2 separate regions of the Danio rerio genome follow, and region 1 is linked to region 2. A link is a contact called in public Micro-C data. All regions are on one chromosome and are shown on one strand. Each heading gives the region's core, a stretch centred on a gene start, on an enhancer-like site or on the middle of the called end of the contact. The rest is flanking DNA. Distances are from core to core; before and after follow the strand shown.

Evidence for each region. A called contact is a pair of places that touch in the nucleus more often than the background predicts.
Region 1: a Micro-C map of caudal fin shows a contact between it and region 2, with 9 times the contacts expected there. The contact joins the enhancer-like site here to the promoter of myo5aa in region 2. A contact is called at or near these places in 3 of 18 Hi-C or Micro-C datasets (caudal fin, hematopoietic stem cells and an unstated tissue).

What each region holds. Positions count from the first base shown.
Region 1 is chr18:41,910,320-41,914,497 of GRCz12tu, reverse strand. myo5aa (myosin VAa) reads right to left here. Exons shown (of 39, transcript XM_073930027.1): 14 at 3,385-3,468. Among named protein-coding and RNA genes, the nearest start is that of zgc:171509, 84 kb to the left of the region's middle. Within about 2 kb of position 2,752, at least 5 of the 62 cell types and tissues checked have an H3K27ac peak or open chromatin away from gene starts, as enhancers often do. A contact at or near this core is called in caudal fin, where this site is marked.
Region 2 is chr18:41,820,691-41,824,569 of GRCz12tu, reverse strand. It overlaps myo5aa (myosin VAa), which reads right to left and starts at 2,567. Exons shown (of 39, transcript XM_073930027.1): 1 at 2,296-2,567. The coding sequence starts at 2,322.

The sequences.
Region 1 (4,178 bases), core at 1,503-4,002, 90 kb before region 2:
AGTGAAGGATTTGGATTAACCACTAACAAACTGATGTGGATAAGCACCAGAGAGCCGAGCCTATTACTGATATGGATTGTTAATAACATTTGAAACAACATTAGACTTAAAGACTAATTCTGCCAATCAAATTAAGTTTAAGGCATTATTATTATTATTATTTTTCAGTCTGGATTAGTATGCCATGTGTTTGCTCTTACCGCACACATTTACTGTCTCACGCTGAGGAGAGAAAGCATTAGAAAGCATTCAAGAACCCCCAGAAGAAAATTATTATTATTATTATTTACAAAGAATCAAACTTCCAGGTTTACTTACATTTTCGTAATCAACATTTTAATGTATACATTTAAAAGTTCAACTTTTGTATTCAATTCTAGTGGTGTAACGGATCACAAATCTCAAGGTGCGGATCACATTATGTTTTTTTATTAATGGATCAGATTATTTTTCGGATCAGCCAAAAAGGACAGGAGAAAAATGTAATTTGTTTTCCATTTATTACAAAAACAGTACTACAAGACACTTTTGGTTTGAACAAACAGAACTTAGAACCTGTCGTTTTATTAAAAACACAATGAAGACATAATCAGCTGAATAAAAATAAATTGTTAAAAAACTACTACTGTTGCTGATAATGTATAAATCTAACATCATAATTTGTACATATTTAATTTTAGTCTCATAATCAATAAATGATTCAGTTATTCACTCATAAAACTTAATTTTTCATTGTTATTTGGATGATTTTTGAAGAATGATTCAGAGGTTTATTTTTGACGGCCACCTATTGGTTAAATAATGTAATTGCTGCCTACAACTTTCATTTTTGGGCGTTGTTAAATGCATATGATGGTGATTTTAATCTTTACCATAAACATCAGTGCTTTTATTTAAACTATTAACTGTTATCCCAGCACTTCCGTGTTATTTGACTGTTTGTAAGCTAAAGACTGAGGGCCCTATCATACACCCGGCGCAATGTGGCGCAAGGCGTGACGCAATTGTTACTTGCTACTTTTAGCTCGGCGCAAGGGTCATTTTGAGGTGTTGCTCCACGCTTTTTGAATAGCAAATGCATTTGTGCTCATATGTGCGCCCATAGGTCTGGTCTAAAAAAGCAGGCGTGTTTTGGTACATTGCTGGCGCGTTGCTATTTTGAGAAACTGTAATAGTCTGTTCTTTAGACTAGAACAAACCTGGTCTAAAGTCCGGCGCAGAGCACGTTAGTTGTGCGCCTCGCTTGCACAATGCTTAATACACACAAGATGTAGAGCAATACGCAAATATCTTTACTTATGAAAAAGAATTAAAATATTAAAGATATTTTTAAATTTGCTTTTGTATAATGTTATTATTATTAGCAGTATTATTTATTATATCCATATTTATATTTGTTTTATTAAAAACAAACTTAGACTTGCCCACCAGTCAGGTTTTAGACCATATGGGGCACAGCAGGTGTATTTGGAAATAACTATAGCAATTTTAAGGACAAAAGGCCCTTTAAGCTATATCTCAGCCCCACCCCCCCACCCCCGACAGCCTACAGAACAAACCAATGTTATACAATAACTTGCTTAATTATCCTAACCTGCATAGTTACCCTAATTAACCTAGTTAAGCCTTTAACTAGTATTTTGACCACCCTTCGTTATTATTGTTCATTTATTCGTTTGCTGGAAATTAGAACTGACTTTAAAAATAGTTTTGAAACAAATCTTTGCGCTTAACAAATGAAATTAATTAATTATAGGCTAATTGCGTAAAGGTTTCCCTATCCACGAGAGCAAAAGTGAAAGTGAACTTACTTTACGTCCTGTAAATATAGCAAATGCGCTTATGGCGCGACACAAGGCTCTTAAAGGGAATGGGAGATGAGACTCTGATTGGTTTATTCTCAAAACACACCTATAACTCATTAAGAAAATAAACTCAACCCTTTTAGGGCAGATTTTCCCGTCCTCATATTAGCACATATGGATTCTGACACTCCCTGAATGCGTCTGCGCCCTGCGCCCTCCGTCTTGCGCATGGACCGTCAAAATAGAGCCCTGAATCTTTTTCTTAATTTTTGCGTTTTCAGATTTGAATGCAGCGATTCGAAGGATTAATAAACATATGCAAATCCCCATCCTTTATAATTTATTATGCATAGGTGTTGAGATCCTGATCATTTAATGATTAATCGTGCAGCTTACAGTGAATGCATTAATGCAGGCTAAACAAGTAGCATCAGAAAACACCTTTAATAACTTAGGAACCCACCACATCCAGAATAACCTACCACAACTTCTTCCGTCATAATTATACTTTACAGAATAGCCTAAATGCTTTTATACATCATCCTTACAAATTTAGTATTAAACTACAAGGGGAAAAAAGTAATAAGCCGCAGGACACCTGTGTTCCAAACTGCGAGTTGTGATCCATATGAATTGCGGATGAACAGTGATCCGTTACACCTCTATAAGGTACTAGTACCAAATAATAAATCCTAGCATATATATTACTAGTATTTCATAAATGAGTATTTAATATACAAGAACATGTTTCTTTTAAAAATGCCTAAACTATAAACACTTGTAGTCAATGAATAAGTATAGAAATTATCGAAATAGATAAACACAAATACTACTACTGAGTCTTACAGATGAAATGCTTAAGTGGCTTGCCATAGCACTCTACCTTTGCCTGCCTTGTGTAATTGTGAAATATTTTTGAATACCTTCCTGAAAAATCCACATAACACACCCCTGGCCCTGAAGGCACAGTTGAAGGCATGAGTTTGACATCCTAATACAAGCTGGTATGCAGTGTTTTTTTTCTGTCCGAACGCGTCTCTTTAAAGAGCAGTCAGATGTAGAACTGCTGAGTCATGCTAAAGCTAATAAACAGCTCTGTTCTGTCAATACTCCAGATGCTAACTGTGTGAACTAAGAAAGAAAAAGGATACTTAATGACTAAAACAACTAGAAATATGAAAGTATACACCCTGAGCTGTATATATTTAATGCTGAAACTGTGACACCAGGCTGAACTAATACTTCTTGAGCAGCAGATGGCAGCGTTCCATTGACCTTCTCAGATTTTAAGCCTAATTTAAGGTCAAAAATATTGAATGAAAGCACCCTGTTTAGGGCTGATTTTATGATTTTATGGCTGGTTTTCTCTAATAGTAACTTACTTCATTAAAGTGTATTAGTTTCAGGTTTATAAACTGCTGCATATGACCTAGTGTAATGGCTATTTTTGTTTTGGTTCAACCCTGTCAGACTTATTTAAGGTTTTGATGGAATTATCCTGGTTCTAGGCCAAAATATCAGAACGTTTCTTTGGTAAAAAATGGGCAGAAGTCAGAATGACATACTGATTTTCACTCACCTTACTGGCCTTCAAAACATTTATCTGCTCCTCATTCACCGTGTCTTTATTCTTCTCCAGAAAACCATCACATTGATACTCCACCTGACAGACACAGAGAGACAACAGAAGTTACTTTGTTGCAAAGACCAATCATATATGAGTATTTTCTTACTCTGCAGTAATAAAAAAAAACTACTTCTCCAATCTTCTAAAGACAATATAATGTATTTAGATTGTAAGATTTAGTAATACAATAATGTTTAAGCTAAAGTTATTATTTAAAATATTATAGAATCATTGCTAGTATTATGGTACTTATTTAGATTTTCATTTTACATTTTCTGTATTTATTATAATTGATGTTAGTAACCAAGTTGTGTTTATACAGTTGTAACTATAATTATATTTATTTACTCTCTAAGTAAGTAAGTAAGTTTTATTTTAGTGTTCATTCTCTCTCTTTTGTCTGTTGTAATGCTGCATTTATACCATAGTAATCTGTTAGTGTTTGCTTTGCTCTGGCTTTTCCGGGTTAATTTTCGTGATCTCCAGATTTCATAAGAGAAATACTGAGAGATCTCTGTAGATTGTTGGCATTTTATGCCGTTCAGCCTTATAATCTTAAAATGTGAGCAAAATCACCTGTTTTGCCATCACTTTAGACATTTTGCTAGAGAATTTCTTTATTTTAATTGAAGTTAGTAACTAAGTTGTGTTTAGTGTGTTTGTATAGTTGTAACTATAATTATAATTACATTTATTTACTCTGTAAGCAAGTTAGTTTTATTTTAGTGTCATAGTTTTTGATTTTT
Region 2 (3,879 bases), core at 1,318-3,817:
GTGAATGCGAGACTGTATGGGTGTTTCCCAGTACTGGGATGTGGCTGAATAGGCATTCGCTGCATAAAATATGCTGGATAAGTTGTGGTTCATTGCGCTGTGGCAACGCCTGATTAATAATGTGACTAAGCCGAAAAGAAAATGAATGAATGAATGAATAAATGAATGAATGAATAAATAAATAAATAAAAAAGAAAATAGCTTTACAGTAGATCCTTCAAGTTTTCAATCCTCCTCAGAAATCTTCAATAGGTTGTAATGTATAATAGAGCTGCCAATTAGACATTGAAAATTTTATTTTTCACAAGCTTGCATTTTATTCCATTACAAAATCAAAATGTCTATTTTTCCAAAACTGTAACTAATGCTAAAGTATACATTTGTAATTTATACAGAGAACTTTGTCAACCGATTGCAGTGTTGTGTGGGTTATTGTTTTATACAATATATATTTTTATTGGGTTTTATACAGTTTTTTATATCTAATATAATTCCAATATATACCAATTAGTCACAAAACTGGTTTCAAGGTTTACCACAGTTAAGAAAAGTCCTGCTTTGAAAACCTAAAATTTTCTGTTAAAAAAGATATCCAAAGACCCCCTTATTCTTTCTTAAAATACAATATATTATGTTCAATAGGACAAAAGCTGCAGTTTTTTTAACCCAGACATTTAAAAATAACTTATTTTAATACTGCAATACTGCGATTTTTTTTCCTAGGTCAGAACCTTTTACTGGCCAATGCCTAATACTAATTAAGCATGAGACGATAACTGTTTTCAAAAAAAGTAAAGGTTTAAAAACGGCCAAAATTTTCTTCTATACCATTTCTAAGTTATATATAAGATTTTTTTTTGTTTGTTTTAAGGACAACAGTATCTCCAGCTAAAAAGATATTCAAAGATGCAGTTCTAAAATTTAAAGAAATATGTATTTTTTAAAACTAATGAAGACAGCAGAAGTCAATGATTCATTTGAATTATTTAGCCTAACATGTGTATTGTTCCAAAATACTACAAATGTTTCTTAAAATAAAATATATCATTTTCAAAGGGGGATTTTTTTTTGTTTTGTTTTGTTTTTTACCCAGACATTTAAAAAGAATATATTTTAGAGCAGAGATCACAATAACGTGAAACCATGATATTTTATCCAAGGTTATCATATCGTCAGAATCATACACCGGCCCATGCCTAATACTAAAATAAAACACATATATTTCAATCATTAAATGACCCACAATTTGCCAAGAAAGTATATCATTTGACCACAAACCCAACCATGTTACCCATATAAAAATGCTTTAGTCTATTACAAAAAACCTTTGTAGAGCTAGATCGTTGCTACTTGTCTAAGGCCTGAATCCAAATAAACATTCTGTGCTCTAGGAGATTTCAAAAGAATCCATCAGTGCATTTACAATAAGACAGCTGCATCATGGGGGATGGGTGAGCCTCCCCCATTCTCTCTCTCTCTCTCTCTCTCTCTCTCACTCTTGAGTAAAACAACCAGTCATTCGTCATCTGAGACATCATTATGACCATATGTGATGACGTCACATTCAGGCTGCTACGCAACAATATCACACTTATTTTTGTCTTCAAAGAGACACGCCTTAAATATGAACAGGCCGCGCAGCAAGAGACCCAAAACAACTACTCACTGCAAGATGCAGACTGTGTTAGAGCATGCTCGCATCAGCACCAGAGATGCTCCCATCATCCCATGCAGGCAACGATGCTCACATCAGCACCGCCCGCATCCCACTGGCTCTCAGCCATCAACCACAACTGTGACCCATATCAATACATCCTTTGAAAACCTCTTGCTTGCCTAACACTCAAGATTTTTTTTTTGCATCTGACTATCAATAGTGCATTTAATACAGTTCAAAGCTTATGCATGCATTAATTTTCAGTAAAATGACAAGCAATGCAGTGTTTCATAAACATTCACTATAAATGCTACAGTTAACGCAGCATTTCTTAACAATGTTGACGTTTTAAAAGGTAAATAGCGTGTTAATCTCATATAACAAAAGAATAATAAGCATAACACTGTCGTTTTAGAGCATAAACAATGAGCTATTCATGAGGAATAAAGCATGTGTGGGGAAATACATAATTCATATGATCAGAGGGCAATAATGTCAACATATGCACTACAATGACAACACGACCAACGTGCAATCACCAATAACCGCGCTTTTTGTCAACACGCTGGCGTTTAATTTACAGCCTTGGCATTTATATTTGACGTCCAGACGGCCAGATGCTGAGTGTGTGAGTTTACCTTTGTATATAATTCAGACGCAGCCATGATGATGATGGTCGCTCGGTGTTCCTGCAAATCACAGTCAGCTGAACATCCGAACGGTCGCGAACATTCAAGTCTCTCCGGTGGATTTCACTCAGCGAAAGGTCTTTGGGAGGACGTCATGAATCCAAAGGCTTCTGCTCATTCCTCATGGAGCTGCTGCTCGCGTGTGAGTTCTTTTTTTTTTTTTTTTTTTTTGGTGTGTCTCTGTTCGTTCTGGGTGCGATCTATGCAGAGAATGAGTCAATGAAAACGCGGTTGCCATGACCAAGAGAAACAATGAGGCAAGAGTGCGCTCTGGTGGACAAGAGTGGATCATCACACGCTGGCATCCCAGCAGTTTTCTAAAATTTTGTTTGAATTTTTGCTATTTTAATATCAAATTAGATTGTTTTTAATTTTAGAGAAATTCAAAGTATAAAAAAGAAAAACAATGACAGAAAATATTTTTGTAATTTGATTATAATTTATATGTTAATAAAACCTATAAAAATAACAGTAATAATAATAATAATAATAATAATAATAATTATTATTATTATTATTATATTTATTATTATTAAATAAACATTATTATTATATACAGTTAGACAGAATTATTAGCCCCCCTGTTTATTGTTTTCCCCAATTTCTGTTTAAAAAAGATTTTTTTCAACACATTTCTAATCATAATAGTTTTAATAACTCATCTCTAATAACTGATTTATTTTATCTTTGCCATGATGAAAGTAAATAATATTTGACTAAATATTTTTACAAGACACTTCTATACAGCTTAAACTGACATTTAAAGGCTTAACTAGGTTAATTAGGCAAGTTATTGTATAACGATGGTTTTTTTTCTGTACAGTCGAAAAACAAATGCTTGAAGGGGCAAATAATTTTGTCCTCAAAATGATGTTTAAAAAATTAATAACTGCTTTTATTCTAGCCGAAATAAGACTTTCTCCAGAAAAATAATAATAATACCAGACATACCGTGAAAATTTCCTTGCCCTGTTAATCATCATTTGGGAAATATTTAAAAAAGAAGAAAAAAATCAACGGGGGGCTAATAATTCTGACTTCAACTGTAACATTATTAAATATGCCTACTATAAAATTATTAAATAAACCTTTTTTTTTTAAAATTAATTTGGTAATAAATATTTTCCCAGAGATTGGTTGCGGCTGGAAGGGCATCCGCTGTGTATAAACGTGCTGGAAAAGTTGGCGGTTGATTCCGCTGTGGCGACCCCTGATCAATAAATGGATCAATAAAAAGAAAATGAAAGAATGAATGGTAATAATAATAATAATTAAAAAAAAATATATATATATATATATATATATATATATATATATATATATATATATATATATATATATATACACACACACACACATACACACACACACAGTATATTGTAATATGCTGATTTTGTGCTTAGGAAAATTTTCAATATATCAATTTAATGTTTTTTTTTTTTTTTTTTAATTCTTCTTCTTTATAAGACTTAAAAAAATTATTAGTTACTAATAATTAATGTTTAATTTTAAATACCAAAAAATCTGGTTCCC